3 separate regions of the Hordeum vulgare genome follow, and all the other regions are linked to region 2. A link is a contact called in public Hi-C data. All regions are on one chromosome and are shown on one strand. The core of a region is the stretch at or near the end of the contact, and the rest is flanking DNA. Distances in the headings are between cores, read along the strand shown.

Region 1 (3,624 bases), core at 952-3,451, 570 kb after region 2:
CGGCCGTGAAGGCAGCAAGCGCCTGGAGCAATGAAAAAACGAGAGCCATTAGAAATCAACGACGGCGACCCTATCAACAGCGGTGAGCGTACCTATACATGCTGTTGCCTGATCGCGCGCGATTCGGACGTTCAAGGCATTTATTTTCTGGAAACGGTTGACGTTGAGGGCATCGTGGCTTCGAGAGGCGTGATTCAGCACAATGATTCAGCTGAACCTATATTTTACATCATACGATTAAACATCTTTTACATGTGAATTCGCGTCATGCATGTCAAATCCATCAAATATTTCGTGTCATGTATATTTTAATCAATAATGCACTAATCTTTCCCTAATAATAATAATGCATGAAGTGGTTCTGTCGTCCGTCGTTTTTGCAATTCACCGTCTGATTTATGTTATACCGTGCGAGCCTTTTCTATGATGGACAAGCAAGCGGCAGGGTGGTTTCTCTCTTTCTAAGCTAGCCCGAAGACCTGAGTTTGAGCCCCACCTTTCACCTTTTTTCGTTTTCTGTTTAAAATTATTATTTTTACCATGCGCTTATTAAACTACGAGAACGTGAAGTCTCAAGAGCACACACGAGTTGTGGTGGCTAGGGCGCCTGTTCCCTTATAGAACAGGCCCAGGTTCGATCCCTGGTTGTCACAATTTTTCCACAAAATACCAGCAACTTATATACCTTTATCACTTGATATCAATATAGGCAGATGTTTTCAAAGGTGAAAACGCTAGAGGTGGTATGGAGGAAAATTGTTAAAAAAATATTCACAATTAAAATGTTGTTTGCAAATAACAAAAATGTTCTTGATTTTCAAAAATATCAAAAGATTGAAAAATTGTTCATGAATTTGAAAAATATTCTTGATTTAAGAATGATAGTGTAACTCGGTGATGTAGCAAAATGTGATCATGATCATTGAATATTATGTTTTCTTTTTCCGTTGCAACGCATGGACCCTTTTGCTGGTCTTTATAAACAATGTCTAGAAATCAATGGTGTCGGACGTAGGTTGAGCTGAACCATGCATGGTCCAACAAAACATTTTCGTCGTGGCCTCTCGTCTCCAAGCCCGTCGCTCTCCTGCTCTTCGTTTTCATATACGCTAGAAAGGGGCGTCGCAACGAGACGATCGATCGACTTTTACTGCTGCTGCTGCTGCTGCTGCTGCCGCCCCTCCTGTCGTTATGGAGTAATGCGTCCAGTCCTTATGTTGTGATGAAGCCGAGCACACACTTAAGGGCTCCATCATTGTCGGTATGGGCGCGCGGCGCCACTGGCCGGTGCGCGTGCTCGCCTCGCCTGTGCTGAAAGGGAAGCACGACGTACTGAATTCACGACACCGTAGCGTAGCATAGCGGGTGTGCTCTTACTACTTGAGTGACTGAAAACGGGAGGAGGATCGGTTCCGTGTCTCACCGTGCGATAGGACGACGGATGATCAGTTCTTGCGTTGGTCGATCAGCTTCCAATCGAATAGTCAAACGGAAGCTTAATTATCCAGTAGTATATTTTTTAGCTCGATCTGTTTGGGCACGAGGTACTGCCCGTACCGGACCGACGACAAAGTTAGTGATGCATCAAAACAGACAGACAGGTATAGTGTCACCAGCCGGCGGTTAATGACAAATCAAATCAAAATGCAATCAGATCATAGGGGCATAGCAGTGGCGGTAGTACAAGCAGAAGCAGGACTGTAGGAAGCAGTGCGAGCGTCGCGTCGCCCACGCATTAACATTATGATATGAGCACCTACGTACGTACACAACCACGCGAGCGACGCGACGCGACGTCCATGGCCATGGCACTGGCACTGGCACGCGACGATGCCGCGTCGCCACCCAACACGGACCTCATCCTCCCCGGTCCCCAAACCCTCGCCGTCGCTTTCGCCTCTCCCGCCGCTGCATCCTGCATACTACAGATGTAAAATGTTGCGCCAGTGCGGGTGCAGTGCCGTCTCCAGCCTCCACCAAATCCACACCGTATGCACGTCCGGGGTCCAGCATCCAAAAGACACAAGCCCAAGAACGATATACGAGTCGCAAATATGTACACTAGTACCGTCTAGCGGTGGCGCGGAGGCAGCAGTATCTATCTCCGGCGCCGCGGCGCGGCCGAAGATGAGCCGTGACCACAGCGGGGGACGACGACGACATGGGGGCCTACGGGAGCGTGGCCTCGGCAATCACGAGCTCGATCAGTGGTGGTGTTCATTCAATCCAAGAGAGACAGCGCAGCCGCGCGCGGTGCAGGCCAGCACCTCCTCTTGTCTCTTTGTTTCCCCGTAGTCACTGTGCTGTGTGGAGTGTGACGCCGGTGTGTAGCTCGGAAACTGCAGATCACACTGCACCCCTGATTATATTATTACAAGCTCAACGGTCGCGGGTACATGCATGTACTGTGCGTGAAGCAACACGAGAAATACTGGCCTGGCCGCCGGGTGGGTCGGTCGGCACAGAAACAGAACCACGTACAGATGATATGAACCTGGCACTTGGTCCGACCAAACGATAAACTATAAAAACTACATGTTCGTATAGCTTAGCCGAACCTTTCATGAGCAGTGGCAGCTCATCCTTAGTCGTTTCAGATCCTCCTGGCCTGGGTCCTGGGCCACTATACGGGAACAGGACATGGCACGCAGGGTGCAGACGGTGCAGGCACAGCTTGCTAATTTCAGCCCTAGGTTTTTCTTCTTCGGAAACGGAACAAAGATTAATTAAGTACAAAATTAAACAAATGAAAACTGACGCAAGCCATCCACATGCAAATTACTCATAGAGCATGAAACCCTATAAACACATGATTAGTCCAACAATTATACTCAAAGCATAACGATCACCAACCCTACACCGCTACATTACAAAGACACTCCCAATAAGAGTAACTCAAGCGAAGACCACATGCACCATCAAATTCATGAAGACAAGTCGGTCAAGGACAATCAAAGAGACTGAAGATCATACATCAAGCAGCTGTAAACGCCTTCTTTCTTTTGTTTCTGAGAGCCTTCTTCACAATCACCTTGTCAGATCCATGACTAGCCGTCTTCACACGTTTGAGCAGTCTATGAAACTCTATCTCAAAGAAAATCTTATCGACCTTGTCACACACAGAAACCTACCCCACAATCACCCGTGAGTGGATGATCGCAATGTCTAAACATCCATGGTTCACAGAGGCGAGTGGCTGACTGGGCTTCAAAGATTCACACGCCAACATACCGACCACCTCAACATCCTTAGCCACATGTATCACCGATACGATGGACATAGACGCCTCCAGTTGCTCACATGAGAGAAGCGAATCTTGTACCTCATACGAGGTCACCGGTGAGTCGACCTCCATATGCTCCATTCGTGGAGTACATGTCCAAGGAGATGTGGCTTTTTTTCAAAGGTCTATGGAGTACATGATGTCGAAGGCATTGTTGCCGGTCGTAATAAGATTGCTGGTTATCCTGGTTCTGTTGGTGCGTTTTCTTCGACTGCAAGCCGCCGGTTTGTTTTTGTCGCCGTTCGTTTAGCGTTGCAACGATACCGCGAAGTTTTGAACTCTGAACAGGCTTGCAGATTTAAGCAAAAACGGGAACGAGTGAATGCGCAAGGTCCATCTCA
Region 2 (3,472 bases), core at 625-3,124:
TTTATACATGATGAAAAATGAAATTGAGATGCATAAAAGGATTGAAGTGAATATTGCGTCACTGGAACAAGCAAACCATATATTTGATATTTCCATTTGGTAGCAGCCATAGTGCAGCTCTATACAGCGCAAATACAAAGTGAAACCTCTTTAGATTCTTGCAGACATAGAAATATCTTACACCTGCATGTAACACTGAACTGGGCAAATTTAACAAAAACAGGAAACAAAGTCCAAGAAACCAGCCACAAAACTATAGAACTAACGTACAAGGTAATGCACAAAACCAGTAGGTTAGATGGACAAAGACACAGACCCAGTAGGTTAGATTTACAAATGCCCATTCCTGGACACGGCAAAAAACAGCAATTTAAGCCTAGGGAACTCATCTCAGCAGTGGAGCGCTATAAAGCAAACAGCAATGGAACAGGGGGGTCATATGTGATAATCAACATAAGCAGTATTCACTGAATGCAGGCTGTGCACACCAGAAATGGTACATTCGGTAGCATGTCCGGCCAACATGTTGCCTACTGCATGCACAACACAATGTACAAAGAAAAAATAATAATTATATATGGCCAGTATTTAGGTAAAAAATTCTGACAACAATGAAGCAGAAAGTCACAGCACACTAGACACACTAGGCGACAAAACAAATACAAAGAACTGGCAAAACAGGCAGCAGCTATGAAAGCTCCACGTTAACTCATACTGATGTCCCACATTTACATAACAAGTACTCCCTCCAACCAAAATACTTGTCGTGGTTTTAGTTCAAATTTTAACTAAAACTACAACAAGTATTTTGGAACGGAGGGGGTACTTTTTTGTATATATTCAAACTTCGAGAAGAGAAACCAACAGTTCACCAAAAAATAAACAAATGTATCCACTTGTTTCAGCTAAGATCTTAGCAACTGCTTGATGAAGTAGGCCCAGTAGTTACAATTTCAGCTCTTTTGATGCCGCTCACCGCTCATAGCTCTAACCTAGTTCAGATATTTCAATCCTACTATAACATTTTACTTAGAAACAGAGGAATCCTACTCTAATCGTTTATATTTAGGATTAATCGTCCACACCTTAGGGGGGTATATTCTCCACATAAAGAGATATACTCTTTGTAATACCACGCCCATCACTCCATTTTTGGTCATGGCAACCTAAGAGATTTTCAGCGTCATTGTCTAAGGGAGCGGCGCAGGAGGCATCCACGCAAATTTATTGTAGACACACGGCCACTAGAGCAACTTATAACTACACAAGCATACTATCTCACCGTCCTCCGAGTGAGGTTACCAAATTCGATCCACGATCCACAAATTCCAGCGTCTAATCAAGGCAAGTAGAACCCAAGGCGCTACCAATTTTCCACGAACATCTAAAGTAGCGGCAGCCAAGGAGATATCATACCGTCTCAGGAAGCGGCGCGGAGTTGCCGTCGTCCCCAGCGCCGGGGCCCGGGGCGGGGCCGGCGATTCCCTTATCGCCGCTCTCGAACTCGTCCATTTGTCACCCCTGCTCGCGCTTCTGCGACTCAGGAAGTGTGGATACCTCGCGGCTCGTGGATCGGCTTCCGGATTCTGCGGCTACGGCTGCTTTCCACGGCCTCGGCGCGCGCCACCGTGGGGCACTGGCAAGCCTCAACGGCGTAGCCCCATGCGCTCCCTGGAGGCACCGAGATCGGACCGGCGCTAGTCGAGTATCGGCTGCGGCTCAGTTGTACTGAGTCGGAGCTTGGCCTGCGGCGGTGGATGAGGTGGTCGGTGACGACGGGAGGGGAAGACACGGGGAGGTCGAGGTCGAGAGCAAGGGGAAGGAGGGCACCGAAAAAATCCTACTAGAGCAAACTCCTCGTGGTGCTACCATATGATATACGTCTTCCGAGAGAGATCACGTAGCTCGCATTTACGTCTTCGATTGAACATACAGCCTGTGTGTAGGATTTGGATTTGGATAGTGGTATAGACTCCTACCGACGCCCGATGCATCTCCACTCGCTCCCCCCCCCTCCTTCGCCTTTTTCGTGTCTCCAAACTTCTCGTTTAGTGCCGGTTTGGGTTAAAATAATATCCCTCGAACCTGGGGATGCCTCGGAGAGCCGGCCGAAGCGAAAAGTCGAGTGGATCCGCGTTGTCAGCGACGGATCGGCCTATTCCCGTTGTTTTCTCCTCCCTTTCCCTCCATTTTCCCCTTCTCCCCTTCATCTGGCCGCCATGACATCGAAGAAGTACACCGTCCCTCGCCCCGCCACCGCTGCCGATTACATCCAGCCGAAGCAGAGGAAGTCGAGGAAGCCGATGGCTAGGTTGGCAGGCGTTTCGGACGTCGAGTGGAGGGCGGATGTATAGCACCGGTAGGCGGTCACAACCGACCGACGAAGAAGGCTCGACGCCAAGAGGGTCAGGGACGCGGCGGCGGCGGCGGTCGATCAGGAAGTGGCCCCCCGCGCGGGGATGATGAATCCGCCTGGCAGAGCGTCGCGTCGCCGGCCAACCTCTCGCCGTCGATGCCGTCCTCGGGGTACGCAACCTCGCCTGGCTACTCCGACGGCGACGCGCATGGCAGTTTCAACCCCAACACCACCTTCTCGCATGACGCATCGTAATGTTCCTCCCCCCATCGGCTTTAGCCACGACCCGCGTACTCCCTCCCCCGCGTTCAGCGTCGGCCTCAACACCCAGTACAACTACTTGCCGTCGGTGTACTCGTCAACAACCTCGCTTGTGTCGCCTCTGCGTTGTGGTGCCCTTCCATCGCGCCCGCTTCGGCGCTACAGTTTAACCACACCGACGCCGACATGGACGAGATAATCACGAGCAGCTCTGTCGTCGTCGTGTCCTACCCGTGGTTCGGCGTGCAGGATGAAACAATGGACACTGCTGGCGACATTGACGACGAGCTCAACGACGCCGTGGAGGAGGGGGAAGAGCAGGTGGAGGTGGAACCGGAACCAGTGCCAAAAAATAAGGGGGGAAGTAGGCGTCGAACGCCAAGCCAGCCGAACCCCGCGTCAAGTGGACGTCAAAGGAAGACGAGTGCCTTGCTGAAGCATGGAAGACCGTCGACATCGACCCGATCACCGGCGCGAATGAGAACATCGACATGTACTGGGGGAGAATCAAGACGGTGTTCGACGAACGCAAGCTGGTCGACCCCAACGTCGTCAACATCCACATGGACCACGGCGAGAAGGCCATGTCAAACCACTGGTCGACGGTCCAGATGGACTGCAACAAGTGGCATGGTATCGTTGAGGAGGTCATTGCTCACCCGAAAAGCGGCGCCAACATCGAGGGTCGGGTATGGACATAGTTCGTCGGCCCCAGTTCATCGCGTCACCGTTTACTTTGCTGACATGTTTTGTCCGCGGTTGTGCAGATGGTTTGGATGTTCACCATGTATCACACCAACAACGAGGACCAAGAGTTCAAGTTCCTTCACGTGTTCTCCGGGATCGAGTCGTGCT
Region 3 (3,996 bases), core at 321-2,820, 790 kb after region 2:
CCTACGAGAAGGTCATCCATAGCACTCACACTTATCTTGTACATTTTAGAGTATCCATTAAAGTTATCTATGAACCATGTAAGTATTCAAGTAGTCCATATCCGAGGACGCAACTAGTCGAATAGATAGTTACCCTTGAGGGGTGTACTTCTTCACACACACTTTCTCCACTTATCGCCATGTGCACATCATGCACCTCGGCAACCTTCAAGTGGAAACCCAGCGAGGGAGTTGGCCACAGACGTTAACCTACAACGACTCTAGCCCTAGGCAAACGCCTATCTGAGTTGCCTACCAGAATCGAGAATCCGGCAGTGTTTCATGATTCGAACTTAGAAGTTGTGTACATGGCCCCAAGCCGGTCCTGGTTGGTCCGTTCATCCACTTCGCAGGCCCGATCACATCCTATGAACATTTCAAACTACCATGACTCCTGGGCGGAGAACAGGGTAGGCTAATAGGCCGAGAGGGGTCGAGTTACCGGAACCCAGTGTGCAGTAGTAGCTACTCTTGGAACACCAACATAAGATCTCAGGTCCGAAGTGCGGCGTCAATGAGACAACCCACCATGTACTCCTACATGACCTCTCATCGCTACCTTTACCAAAACATGTTCACACGCTTAACTCTCATCAGTAGGACATGATCATTCCAATCATCACCCACATGGTGATACCAACTCAACTCTAAGCATAGCAAGCATAACAGGGTAATGGCACAACATGGCTCAAATATCTACCACGTATGCTAGGTTGCTTAATTTATCTATTTATTGTGACAATGATAGGTCGTGCAAAGGAATGGGTTCATCTACCATAACACAAGTAACAGTTGAATCGTGTGGTTCTAATGCATTGAAATAAGAGTAGGAGCGAGAGAGTGGGATTGTATTGGAATGTTCAAGGGGTTGCTTGCCTGTTGATCAGAAGAACTCAGCTGTTCTTCGATGTCGTCGATAACTACGTCTCACAAGTCTAACAACAAGGACAAACAAGGAACAAGTTAAGCACGACAAATGCTTCACAATGACGCATGGTAACGACATGTTAACATTTTGCTGCTTTGAGATGAAACCACTAACCACGATTAAATGAAGTTCATTTGATCAATATAAATCAAATTCAAACTTCACATGTAAAGCATTTAAATGCCTTTAATTGAATTGTACTAACCAGCAACTTCGGGTTGTTCAAACATGCATGAAAATAGTACCATCAGATTCTTTGGATTTTTCTGTTAATTTTTCATATATAAATTATTTGATTTGGAGCTATAGATTATTTTATATTATTTTTTAAAGTTTATACCAATTTATGGAATTTTTCTGAATTTTTTATTCCAGAAAATCATTAATTGTGTCACGCTAACGTCATGCTCGCGTGAGCAGGTCAAAGGACCCGGTCCATGTCAAATGTGATCGTGGGACCCCTATGTCATAGACACAAAGCTTAACAAAATTTAAATAAAATAAACCGAGGTTATTAAGGGCTCTGGGCCCACTTGTCATGGACCTAGAGGTGGGGTTAACGGCTAATGGCGCGATTAGCCAGCGGCTAATCATCGACGACCACGGTTTGACGGCACCACACGGGGCGGCGGCACCGGCGACCATACGACCGGTGGATGGGCAATCCGAGGGCACCAGGAGGTAGCCCGCAGTCGCGCGCATCCACCTGACGCAGCCACGGGCTAGGGGTGGCCGGTAACAAGGCCGACGATGACCTCGCGCGGCAGCCGTCATTCGTCCCTGACTGGAGCTTCTCAGGAGGGCGGGAGAGATAGGCAAAAGGGGCAGTGGCTCACCGCGATTCCATTTGCGACAACAACATGGGCGTGGAGGCTCTGCACATGGCGAATCGACGGCGACGGCCGACTGTCGGAGGTGGAGAAGATAACGATGATGACGGCGATGGAGGGACTCGGGGCTTGATTATTTCGGTGGAGGGTGGCATTGCGATGCGGCGGTTCTTCTGGAAAGCACGGGGAGGTGAGAAGTGGCTGGTGGCCGCGGTGGTGGCGAACGAGGCAACAGTGTGCTTGGGTCTGTGCGTGGGAATGGACGAGAGGGAGAGACAGAGAAGGGGATGAGCACAGGGAGGGGAAGACGCGTGCACGGGAGGAACTTGGCGTCCTTAGCGCACTCGCCGCGAAGCGGCGGAAGCAGGAGGTGGCGAGGCGCGTGCTGGTGCGCCGTGACCATGCGCTCGTCCTTCTCGTGCAGGGAGGAAGACGACATGGGAAGTTCAGCTGGGCTGGGCCGGCTTCTGCTTCAGGGAGGCCCAGGTAAGTCAGGGTTCTTTTTCTATTTTCTTTTCTTTTCTATTTTTTGACATCTGTTCTAGCTTTAAATAAAGGGAAAATCTAAGTAGGAGCGTGCGCACGGTGCGGCCGCATCGCGTCCGTACAATCGCTAGGGAATGATTAGTCATCTGCACATTTTCTTTATTTCTTCCACCGCAGATCCCGCTAGTCCCACTCCCAGGTCCCACCCCATCCGCACTGAGTCGTTGTTCACCACACTTCCTCCCCTACCTCTCGTCTCTCTTCTTCCTCCCATGCTTGCTTCTCTCAGTCAAATCCCCCATCCATTAGGGGCCGAGAGGGTATGGGATCTGATCCTGGGCATGAAGGGCAAGAACCACGCTAGCGAAGAAATAAGGAAGAGGTGGTCGGGTAGGATTGGAAGAATGGGGAAGGGCATGTGTCGGACAGCATGCAGCATCCAGTGGCTCTGATGACTATTTTTGCATCTCACCGTCTTAGTGTTGTGTCATGCGTGTCTAATTCATGGATTCAGCTTACGGCCTCTTATTCATGCTAACTTTTTTCTCATCCCTTCATTTGCGTTTCTTATGCATATACCTAGATTTTTCATATTTCTTTGCAAGTACGTACTTGTAGTCATGACACTAAGCGTTTTTAGTCTCTAAACTAAGCATACTCAGCATATCAATTAACCCAGCAAGTAAGCAAATTTTTACGTACGAATGAAAACTGAGAACTTTTTAATCTGAATACTAGGTATTTTTTCAGCATGGCAACTAAGAACTCTTTAATCTGGAAACTAAGTATTTTTCTAGCATGGCAACTAAAAACTTTTTAATCTGAAAACTAGGTATTTTTGGCAACTAAGAACTCTTTAATCTGGAAACAAGCTACTTTCTACATGGCAATTAAGAACTTTTTAATCTGGAAAGTAGGTTTCTTTCTATCATGGCAACTGAGAACTTTTTAATCTGAAACTTAGGTTTCTTTTCTACCATGGAAACTACGAACCTTTTTAAGCTGGAAACTACGTATTTTTTCTAGCATGACAACTAAGAACCTTTTTATCTGGAAACTACGTGTTTTTTCTAGCTTGGCGACTACAAACCTTTTAAGCTGGAAATTAAGCGTTCTTCTAGCATGGCAACTAAGTACTTCTAAGCATTTTTTTTAGTAAGATAACTAAGAACGGGTAGTTTGGAGACTAAGCATTTGCAGGGTAAGTAAACACCTCTAATCTGAAAACTAGGCACATTTTAGCATGTCAACTAAGCTCTTCTTATAATCTAGCAACTGAGCAATTTTTAGCTTGGCAATTAATCACTTTTTCTTCCTTCATTTTTTCACCCTGATAGTGGTTATGAGATACGTTGTCTAATGAGAAATCTGATGTTTCTTTGGACAAAAGAAGCAGGTGGGAACGGTGAAAACGACATGGCCAGTGGATAGAAGTTAAAGCTAGAATAAACGAGGAGCCATGCATGCATGCGCTGTCAGCCTAGCAAGACGCGTACCATACTTTTTCTCTGTTTGCATGTGCGTAGCATTTGGCTACCGGGCCGCCGCACGAGAACGCAAACATGCGGCTCCGCTACGCGGCGTCCTTAAATAAAATACCTAGCCATTTATATAAATCTTGGAAATATTTATGTGGGCTACGTGGTTTTAACCAATGCCACATAATAATTTTCAGAATATATGGAACTATATATTATATATATAGTAAATATA

Evidence for each region. A called contact is a pair of places that touch in the nucleus more often than the background predicts.
Region 1: a Hi-C map of seedling shows a contact between it and region 2, with 3 times the contacts expected there. The contact joins the enhancer-like site here to the promoter of LOC123443119 in region 2. A contact is called at or near these places in 2 of 6 Hi-C or Micro-C datasets (leaf and seedling).
Region 3: a contact with region 2 is called in a Hi-C map of leaf, with 3 times the contacts expected there. The contact joins the enhancer-like site here to the promoter of LOC123443119 in region 2. A contact is called at or near these places in 3 of 6 Hi-C or Micro-C datasets (leaf and seedling).

The regions. Positions count from the first base shown.
Region 1 is chr3H:97,809,543-97,813,166 of MorexV3_pseudomolecules_assembly, reverse strand. No RefSeq gene overlaps it. Among protein-coding and RNA genes, the nearest start is that of LOC123439610, 8.9 kb to the right of the region's middle. Within about 2 kb of position 2,201, at least 3 of the 3 cell types and tissues checked have open chromatin away from gene starts, as enhancers often do. A contact at or near this core is called in leaf and seedling, where this site is marked.
Region 2 is chr3H:98,382,966-98,386,437 of MorexV3_pseudomolecules_assembly, reverse strand. It overlaps LOC123443119 (casein kinase 1-like protein HD16), which reads right to left and starts at 1,874. Exons shown (of 16, transcript XM_045119385.1): 1 at 1,417-1,874. The coding sequence starts at 1,512. It also overlaps the pseudogene LOC123441541.
Region 3 is chr3H:97,590,480-97,594,475 of MorexV3_pseudomolecules_assembly, reverse strand. No RefSeq gene overlaps it. Among protein-coding and RNA genes, the nearest start is that of LOC123439609, 120 kb to the right of the region's middle. Within about 2 kb of position 1,570, at least 3 of the 3 cell types and tissues checked have open chromatin away from gene starts, as enhancers often do. A contact at or near this core is called in leaf and seedling, where this site is marked.